Regions from separate parts of the Mus musculus genome. Here region 1 is linked to region 2. A link is a contact called in public Hi-C data. All regions are on one chromosome and are shown on one strand. The core of a region is the stretch at or near the end of the contact, and the rest is flanking DNA. Distances in the headings are between cores, read along the strand shown.

Region 1 (4,809 bases), core at 804-3,303, 350 kb before region 2:
AAAACACACAAGTAAACATGTCACTGGCAATACATCTCATTTAATAATTACATACTAAGTAAAGCATGTCATGTCTCCTACAAAGTGTATATAGCAGAATGTGTATAGCACGATGCTTGTTCTGAAAATATTTATTAAGTGGTTTAATTGCTCTCCAGTCATTAATACAACACTTAACTGTGATACTGCCTAAAATATGTTAATGCCAAGGACATGGGAATTGTAATATATGTGTGTACCTTCCCCAAACTTAACTCCCACCATTTTAAGTAAAATAGTTATTCTTTGGAAGAAATAACCAAACTGACTTTATTTCAAAGTATAAAAGTTAATAAATTGTAACCCAATACAGCTCACTCTAATTAAAGTTGAGACATTCCTAACATAATGCTACAAAGATTATTTTCCAACAGCGAAGAAGTTCACATGTTTAACTCAACCATCTTGTTAAAACACCACTAAATCAATGAATATATCTTTTAACTACATTTCCACCAGCCACAACGATCACTGTTGGCTGAAGTGAATAGAAAAGAACCAACTTAGGGAAGGGGTGGGAGTGGAGGAACTGAAGTAAGAAACAGGTATGCAAGAGAAATGAGTACTTATCAACGTAGGAACAAGAACACAGCTTCCTGAAGTGATGAGAAATCTGATGACAGGGTCCCTGGGTAATTAGGGTCATTAAACTGGGTGTAGAATTGGGCAGTACAAATCCTTTACTTTCAGCTGAATTAGACAATTACTTGAACTCTGAGAATGGGGAGACCATCTACTTTTTTTTTTTTCCTTCTGTTTCAGGGCTTAAAATGAACTGGCCAAAAACTTGAAAGCTGGAAGGATTGGTAACCCAAGGTGAAATATTGAATGTTTCCAACACTCGCACCGAGTTCAGGGTGAAGTGAGCATGATGTAAATCAATTCATTGTTTGAGCCCTTTCAAATGGGTTGCCAAGAGAGGAGAGAAAACTTGATAAGCAGGCTCCAGTTTCTATGTGTTGATTTAGAAATCCTGAAGCTTGTGGGAGCTCAATTCATCTAAGGGAAGAAACTTAAAGAAAGGAAGCCAAACAAGGAAAATGGTGTGGAATGCAGCACTGGGACAAATGGAGAACAAGGAATTTTCTTAATAATAATAAAATAATAATAATACAAAAAAAGCAAGAAAGCCTCCATTGTGCTTTAAGTGACAAATTTAGAATTCTTTTATTTTTAGGTTCAAGGTCTGATTTCCTTTTGATATTAAATACCCATGACGCATTTACAGAAAACTGTTGATGATTCTTATCAAGCTTGGCAGAAGATTAAATTAAATCTCAAAGATTTAGTCCTCTTTAGTTAAGTAGCATGGAACAGCAAAGGCATTTTTTTTTTCCTTTTAACCTTCTGTAGTGGAGAACCCATTTAAATTGTGTCGGTGCAGAACTGGGTGGCTTCAAAACACCAGTGATCAGATCACCTCTTAAGAGCTCAGTTGCTCCAAGCCTCATACTTTCGGCCATCAAGAGAAATGCACTAGTTCAATAAAAGTCAAGAGAGGACTAGACCTAAATCCTAGTGAGGGCAAATCTCAGGTGGCTCTTTGTCCTGGATATGTGTGCCTTTTCCCAGAATGCTGCCCCAGCTTTTGCCGGTGTCATATTTGTCACAGCTTTAAAAAACAAAATATCTTTAAAGTATTGATTGTTTCCTTTTTTAAAAATCACCAATAAAACTTGAATGTAAGGGAAAAAATAACCCTGCTTAGCAGAGGCAAGAAAGATAAAAGTAGAAATGTCCTAGATTATCTGCAGGGGGATTTGAAAGACACTTGTGGCTTACTTGAGAAGCTTCATTTAGCATTGAACATTCTGTTCCTGGTGACAGCGCAGTGGGAATTCCCACTCCAACAACCCATGAAATGTTACTGCATAATTATTCACCTTCTGAGGCCCATTAGAACTTATCAGCAGAGAAAGAAATTTAATTTAAACTCACCCCTCTGTGCCACAGAATAGCAGGGACATGAGATCAAAGCACAAAGCTCTGTCCTTCAGTGGTTTGCAACACCTAGGCACAATAGGGTGAGAGAACGATGCATTCCAGAGCTTCCTGGCTTTCCGGACCGGAGGGGGGTGGGAGTGGGCTTGCGTCACCAGCTGGTTTCAAGGAAGAGACTGGTGCTCTGAAGGGGGAGTTGTCAATTATGTTCTAAAGCTGCGGGTGGCCACATTACTTGTACCCGCCGCTGCAAATCACTTTGCTTTACTTGTGATGGGCACTCTACACACCAAATAAAGTGTATTTTATTTCTTTCCTTCCCCCGCTATAGGTAGGGAGTCGATGGAAATAAGAATTTTTAACTACAGAAGTAACTATGAGAGCCCTGTTTTGCACAAGTGTGCATCCCATAGTGCTTCTCTGTTATTGCTTAAGAAGAGTTTCCACAAAGCCTCAGTCTGAGGGTGCCTCATACCAATACAGAATGGTCCACAGGCGCCATTAATAATCTTCAAGTTTGACCCTTGGCCAATCTCAAGGGTAAAAAGTAGATCCAAGTTAACACAAACACCCACAGGTCTGTGTCTACAAAAGTCCATGATGGGAAAAGTTTTGCCAAATGCGGGCTCTTTTCCTCAGACAGTCTGCATGCTACAGGCACATTCTCCAAATGAGGTACTCTTCCCAAATGGTTGATCTTTCTCCTGGGTCTCTTAAAATATCACCAAGATTTGGTCTGGAGAAGATTGCTAGGGTGCCCTGGTATCAAATGGGCCAAAGAATAGAGTGGAGAGCAGAGAGAATGAAAGTAATAATAATAATAATAATAATAATAATAATAATAATAATAATAATAATAAAGAGGTGGGTTTTAGGTACAAGGCTTTAAGAAAGGTTTATTTCTGCTCACGGTACCATGAGTCTGTACCTTCCTACCAACTCTCTTTTCTGCTAGGTGGCTAAACTGATTCCTAAATCTAAAAACAAACAGGCAGACAAACACAAACAAACAAAAAACCTCCGCAAGCTTTCTCTGTCAGCCAGACTCAGTGGCAAGACGGCTTAGGGGAGAGGGATGCTGAGCCCAAGGTCAGGCTGGAGAGCAGCGGGCTCGGGACTCTGCAGCGCGGTCGCGGGGCACAGGGTGGCGCTCGCTGTCCGCGCAGAAGGTGCAGGCGACTGCCTAGCCTTTGTGTGCGCCGGGAGCCCAGAGAGTCCCAACACAATCGCCACGGACACCCCAGGCTTCCACCGCTACCCGGGAGCAGCCGGCGCCGGTGCAGCTTAGCAGCTGGAAGCTTTTCTGGGACGGCTGGGGATCTTCCCAAGGGCTGCCTGCATATAAAGAACGCCAAGCCGAACGGGATGGGTTGGGGTAATAGGGGCGGCAGCGGAGAATGGCTAGGAACTCTTCCCCGGCTTCCCTGGTTGTTTCCAGAGGACCGGGAAAACTTGAGGGGGGGCGGGGCGGAGAACTCAGCAGAGCAGGCTCACTTCCAGTGAGCCTTCAGTAGAACTTAAGGCCAGAGCAGTCAAATTGGGGAGTGGATTGCAAACAAGAACCCAACTAGAAGAGCTTTAAAAGATAAGGGACTGTTTTGTAGCGAACGCATTATGCCCCAATGCCCTCCCCAAGCCCTCCTCTGTTCCCAGGGTTCTAAGAGTCCGGACTTTGCTCAGGAATCAAAGCCAATGTAGAAACCTGCTTCTCTGCTGCCAAGAGACCCCACAGAAATTAAATTAAATTAAATTAAACACGCGTCCAGGGACTAAAATAAAATACTCTTTTCCTCCCACCAGCAGCAGCGAATCAACGTTCAGCTCCCAGGGAGAGACTACAAGGTGGCCGCGCGCTCTTCCCCAGGAACCAGGGGCTAGAGTCCAGGACACCCAGGGATTACTGGCTTTCCCTTGATCCGGAAGCAGGAAATAGGGGCACAAGCAAGCATCTTGGTTTTTTTAAGTAACAGCAACCATTGTACTGAGCAAAATGATTTGGAAGACAGCACTCGGAGAGGTGCCGAATGAATCTCAAGAGTACAGCATTGCTCTCTTACACATCTCCTCTCCAAAGTCTCCAAAATCCGTCGTAGAATTTTAAGGCTACTTTGGAAAAGAAGCGCGCGGAGGAGCAGGGTACCCGAACCTGTAGTTATTTTAGTAAAATTAAGGAATAAATAGAAATGCCAGCTTAGACACAAACATTAAAGGGGGTGGGGGGCAGAAAAAGTTAAAAACATACTTATTCAAAAATATTGGAATCAAATCAGTACCTCATTTATAAGAAAAACAAATGAGTAGAATTTATCTCTATCTACTTAGGCAGCCTGATGGTATTTAAATCTACACCTTTACCCTATACATGCATGCTTTAATTTACCAGTCACCTCCCCCCCCCCATCCTCTGATTTGTGAAGCAATCTTCCATAAGAAATAAAACATTTATTCTCAATAAAATTTTTCATTCAGTAACCTAACCAAAAAATTCACCGGGAGACAAAGTGTTGATCTCTCGATCTACCTAAGAAGCAGAACTCCTGCTCATTACTGCTTAAGTGCTTATTTGGAGGCTCCTTAGCTAAGGAGCCCAACTGAGAAGTTATGCAAAGACTAGAATTAACAGGGCAGTGGAGAGACAAACCTACCCAGGAACATTGTCCAGTGTCTCCCGCTGTGGGAGAGCAACTATCACATTGGTTTAAATTAGGTATCCTGCATAGCATATCTTAGCTGATAAGTCAGCCTTCACCAAATCAGTCCCATTCCTGAGTGAACAAGCTCTTCTAAAAAGAAAGGTGATAAAGAAGCCAGGAGAAAGCAAGCAGGGTA
Region 2 (5,122 bases), core at 166-2,665:
TTGCTTAGCCTCAGTTTCTACACCTGTGAAATGGGACCAAAGTATTTCCATCACAGATTTAGTTGGTGGGTTGGGTTGGAATAATACAGCAAAGCAAAGGCTTAAAGCCCACCTGAGCTTTAAGCCGAGTAAGAGCTCTGAATTCTTTGTTCATCCCGGGCTGGACTTTCAGCTCCACGAAGGAACACACGTGGCTTGCTTTACTCAGTGCAGTATCTAAATACCTAGAAGTCAGCTGGTGCAAGGAGTATTTATTGCAGTCATTCAGCACCAGTTAACCAAAGAAACTTGATTTAAGCCTAAGGAAGCCACAAGCCTTCCACAGGACCTGGAGTCCCATTACAAAGCCATCTGTGGAGGAGTCAGTAGAAAGAATTTCAGGGGGCTCCACCCCCAAATATTACTTAAAACAGTGCATAAAATAACACAGAGCTCACATTGTTTTGCTTTTCTTTTTGGCCTCACATCCACACAGGCCTGCTTGCTTGATTGCTCAATTCTGCTTTGCCTGAAGCTGTTTCTTTCATTTCCTCCACAGCAGGGACAGCAGGGGTGAGGGTGTCCACTGTGGCATCTTCGTGTAGCTTCTGTCCTATGTACTGAGACAGGTAGGAACAGAAAACTTTGTCCAAGAAATGTAAGGGAGCCAGATCCCTTGGCTTTTCAGACACTTCAACCCTGGCTTCTCCTCCTTATTGTGTTAATATGCACTATGTTAGTACGGTACTCTTTCTGAATTTATTTCAACAGATGCCCTGAAGGCACGTGCAGCAGGTGGCAGGTGCGTGTGTAATTTTCTTAACCTGTAGTTTCACTTCCCTAGGGATCTCTGCTTTCTTCATGGTTACTTTAGACTACTGAGTGAGTTAACACAAAACTTGACCCCTTGTGTTCCTCTGCACAGTCAGCTCCATGAGGGATCCACAGGTGGCTGTGCTGGTGATAGAGAGGAACAGAAATGCTTAGAGTTGACATAGCCTACCTGAGGACTTGCTCTGGGACCCCCGTTCCCTCCGGGAAGCTCCCTTGGATATATGCTGTGTGGGTCAGCAGGTACTCTGTCGTTTAGCCTGGTCCAGCTCAAGCTGGCAGCTCCCCATGTGCGTCAGCTGTGGAGAATGTTGTCATTAATGTAGAGATCAAGGACATAGTGCAGTGTTTGTCCATGCCGGGGAATCTATAAGCCATGGACTGCTTCACTCCAGCTACGGACATCCTCACCATGGACATCTTGCTTCTTTAGGTGCTGAGAAGGAAACAGGTAGGTCTTTACTGAGTGCATCTGGTGTCATGGGTTGTTAGCATAAGCAACGAATGCAGAAGAACCACTGGCTCATTCTCTGCTCACCTCTCAGGAGCTGACACTTAGTCACCTCAGTGAACAGGAAAGTTTCGTGCTGCTGAGCTGCTCTGCGGCTTCTGACGTGCACCAACGTACAGGCAGAGCAGAGGAGGGACGCAAGAAGCAGGCGCTTCACTCCCCAGACAACAGAAATGTGTGTTTTCAGAGGGAGATTACATTCATTCAGTGAGAAGGGTCTTTCTTGTGTCAGGAAAGACAGAGGTGGAAAGTCTGGGATGTGGAGAAGGTGGAGAAGATGCAGCATGATTTGCCTTCCTGGAGTGGCCAAGGACACCCTCAGGAAACCACAGCCTTGGGGTTCAGGATTCATGCTGTTAGAGGAAACCTGACTGGAATAGCCCCGTTCACTTAGTAACCTGGGACACTGGACATTTGCTACAGCAGTAAGCACACTGGAGAAAAAGAAAGCTACAAAGCCACAGCAAAAGATCATTATGCAGGCTGCCTCCCCACTGGGCCTGCAAGATCCAGTCAGACCACTGTGCCCTCTCAGTGTGAGTAAAAGCGATCCAGTCACACCACCTCTCAGTGTGAGTAAAAATGAAGGTCAATAAAGCTTAATGAGATCTTCAAAGGTAAACCCGCTCTCACGATCTGTGGAATTACCTAGTCATCAGATGTAGAAGGGGAGACTGGAGCCATCCCAGGCTATCTCCTTCAATAATGGAAAAACGGTGTTTGCCATTATTTCCAAATCACTTCAACCTGATTTGAATAAGCACGTCGTGTCTGACCTCATAGGACAAGAAGGAAAGAATAGTAAGAAGATGCAGCATTAGTTGTTTTAATTTCTAGCAACCATCAGTTGATCATCCAGAATCTTGACCTTGAGCAGTTAGGATGATGATTGCTAACCAAGTACAATTGTGTATGTGGTGTGTATGTAAATATGCACATATGTATGCAGGTGTGAATGCAGGTGTGTATGCAGGTGTGCACACAGATGCCATGGGTCGGTCCACTTCAGGTGCCCTCCACCTTATTTTTTGAGACCTCTTCTCTTACTGAACCTGGGCTTGTCATTTCAGCGATACAGGCTGTGCATCAAATCTCTGGGGATGTGCCTGCCTCTGCCTCCCTAGCACTGGAATTAAAGGCACATATGGCCATGCTAAGCTTTTACATAAGTGTTGGGGATTTGAATTCAAGTCCTTGTGCTACCACAGCAAGACTTTTGCACATAGTGCCAAATCTTCAGCAAAGAGCAATTTTAGTTACCAAGTCATATTAGGCAAGTTATAGATACCATTGCCTTTCCCCCTGAATGTTCTGAGGACAGAGCTCTGGACTTCAGGCATGCTAAGCAAATGTCCTATGAGCTACATCCTCAGCCCTGGAGATAGTTTTGGTTATCAAATGGTGGAAGGGCACTGTTGCCAGGAAACTGACTGCTGGGTAGGAACCAGGCAGCAAGGCTCAGGAAAAATCACCAGGACTCATGATCTGGTGTAATTAGTGACAAGGTTGAGAAGTGCTGGGGTAGAGAGCAATCCAGGATAGATTAAAAATTAGTAGTGGTGAGTAACTGCAAAGGAAATTCTCAACCAGGACTTCATGTCTATTCAATGTACATGTCACCCCTCAATATTGGGGAGTGGTTTAGAACTCCCCACAGACAAGATTCCCAGACGTTCATGTCCCTCACATAAAATTCCATGGCTCATGAATAAAACATACAATAAACACGCTCTTACCCACTTCTGTGTTTATTATACCCAATGTAAATGACATGCAAATGTAACAAATTTTTAGAGAATAATGATGAAGCAAACTGTACATTTGTTGATAAAATTTTATTATTATTTTTTAAACAAAAATCTCATATACCCAAGGCTGGCCTCAAACTTGTGATTTCCTTCCATTCATGTACTGAGGTTATAGGTGTGCACCAGTGTACCTAGCCAGGTGTAATCAAACAATATTTTTTGTATATATCGTGCATATTGGATGTGTGAGTGGGGTATGCAGAAGTGTGCACAGATGCATGCACATGAATGCATATGCAAAGGCCAGAGGAGCATCAAGCATTTCCTCTATCACTACCCACCTTTTTAAAAAAAATATTATTTAATGTATATGCGTACACTGAAGCTGTCTTCAGACTCACCAGAAGAGGGCATCAGATCCCATTACAGATAGTTGTGAGCCACCATGTGGTTGTTGGGAATTGAACTCAGGACCTCTGGAAGAGCAGCCAATGCTCTTAACCACTGAGCCATCTCTCTAGCCCTATCCATTTTATTTTTTTGAGAAAAAGTTTGTCACCAAACACAAAGCTTGCCTGGCTTGCCAGCAAGTTCACACTGTCTGTCTGTCTGTCAGTCTGTTCGTCTTTACCCCCAACATTGAGATTGAATGCCACTTTCTACAAAAAATGCTGAGGATTTGAACTCAGGTCTGTTCCTGTTCACAGTTAAGTGCTCTTATCCACCTGGCCATCTCTTCTGCCCCCAGGTGTAACTTTAAAAATACATTTTTATTTGTGTCTGGGGGTGGGGTGGAGTAGGGGAGATTTATGAGCACATACACACTATGGTGCACATGTGGAGTTCAGAGGACAACTTTGTGACATCAGCTCTCTCCTTAACACCTTTATGTGAGTTCCAGGATTCAAACTCAGGTTGCCAGGTTTATGCAGCAAGCATTGTGCTCCACTAAGCCATCTCCCTGGCCCCAGATGTAAATTTTAAAGAATAGTTTTGATTCGTGGTTGGTACAGAAACTTCTGACTGTGCTCATACTTGTTAAGATGCCAGGGCTCTTTGTTAACAAGTTGTCCTTTCCTGTCTGTGTACAGGTTATCAGTGGTCTCCAGGCTAAACACCATGTGGGCTGGAAATGTGGGCTATAACTCAGCCACCCCAACTGCCTTCTCTGATCCTCTCCTACTGCAAGCAGCTGAGAAGTCAAGTGCCTTGCTCCCCAGATTCCTTGAAGGTGGAGTTCTGGGTGGCAGCTCCACACACTCACCACAGGCTTGCACAGTGGGTGAGGTGGATGACACCTTCTCACCAAGTCCCAGCTTTCTTTTGGCTATGTTGGTTTCTCATGACAGTTTCTTTGTGATCAGGGACTAACTTTGTGGAACTGGGAGGCAGATATGGTATGATAGCAAGAGACAGCTTCTGGGCATTAGCATGTTGGGCCAGGGCGGGGTGGGGGTGGTGGGTGGAGGCTCCAGTTAAATACAATGGAATCCAAACCCTTCTGGCTTTCATGATGAGCCAGTGGCTGGGATAATTCCATAGTTCCAGCCAAAAGTCTTTGTGGTTCCTGTGATTTTTCATTGAGTTCTTAGTTTCTTTTTTGGTGCTGGAGACTTAAGCCAGATCCATGTGCATGCTAAGCACATGTGTTCCCATGGAGCTCTCATTGATTGACTATGCCAGCTCTACCTGTTCTCTTTAACTTAACCAGATTATATCCCCTACAGCAAAATACTAGCTAATGCATGAGACAGGAGCTGTAGGCATAAGTCTGTACCCTCCTATTGGAGGCCAGGAAAAGAACATCTGGGCTCGTGTTAGCACTAGGGATATGAGTTTCATGAGACACATTAAGATCTGTGCTGCCGTGCTCTCTTCAGCAGCACATATACTAAAATTGGAACGATACAGAGAAGATTAGCATGGCCCCTGCGCAAGGATGACACGCAAATTCATGAAGCGTTCCATATTTTTAAAATGTTCAACATCCTTAATCATCAGGGAAATGCAAATCAAAACAACCCTGAGATTCCACCTCACACCAGTCAGAATG

What was found. A called contact is a pair of places that touch in the nucleus more often than the background predicts.
Region 1: a contact with region 2 is called in a Hi-C map of epiblasts, with 2.1 times the contacts expected there. The contact joins two enhancer-like sites. A contact is called at or near these places in 9 of 39 promoter capture datasets (the 3T3-L1 cell line, 3T3-L1-derived adipocytes, cranial neural crest and 4 more), 3 of 15 datasets of contacts at CTCF or cohesin (the NIH/3T3 cell line, pro-B cells and stem cell-derived epiblast-like cells), 8 of 484 Hi-C or Micro-C datasets (embryonic stem cells, epiblasts and extraembryonic endoderm stem cells), 10 of 115 datasets of contacts at active chromatin or transcription factors (craniofacial prominence, embryonic forebrain, embryonic hindbrain and 5 more) and 1 of 9 other capture datasets (embryonic stem cells).

Annotation. Positions count from the first base shown.
Region 1 is chr12:118,853,640-118,858,448 of GRCm38.p6, reverse strand. No RefSeq gene overlaps it. Among named protein-coding and RNA genes, the nearest start is that of Sp8, 8.8 kb to the right of the region's middle. Within about 2 kb of position 2,053, at least 45 of the 459 cell types and tissues checked have an H3K27ac peak or open chromatin away from gene starts, as enhancers often do. A contact at or near this core is called in epiblasts, where this site is marked.
Region 2 is chr12:118,504,849-118,509,970 of GRCm38.p6, reverse strand. It overlaps Gm25577 (a small nuclear RNA gene), which reads left to right and starts at 4,937; the gene lies at 4,937-5,043. Within about 2 kb of position 1,415, at least 8 of the 459 cell types and tissues checked have an H3K27ac peak or open chromatin away from gene starts, as enhancers often do. A contact at or near this core is called in epiblasts, where this site is marked.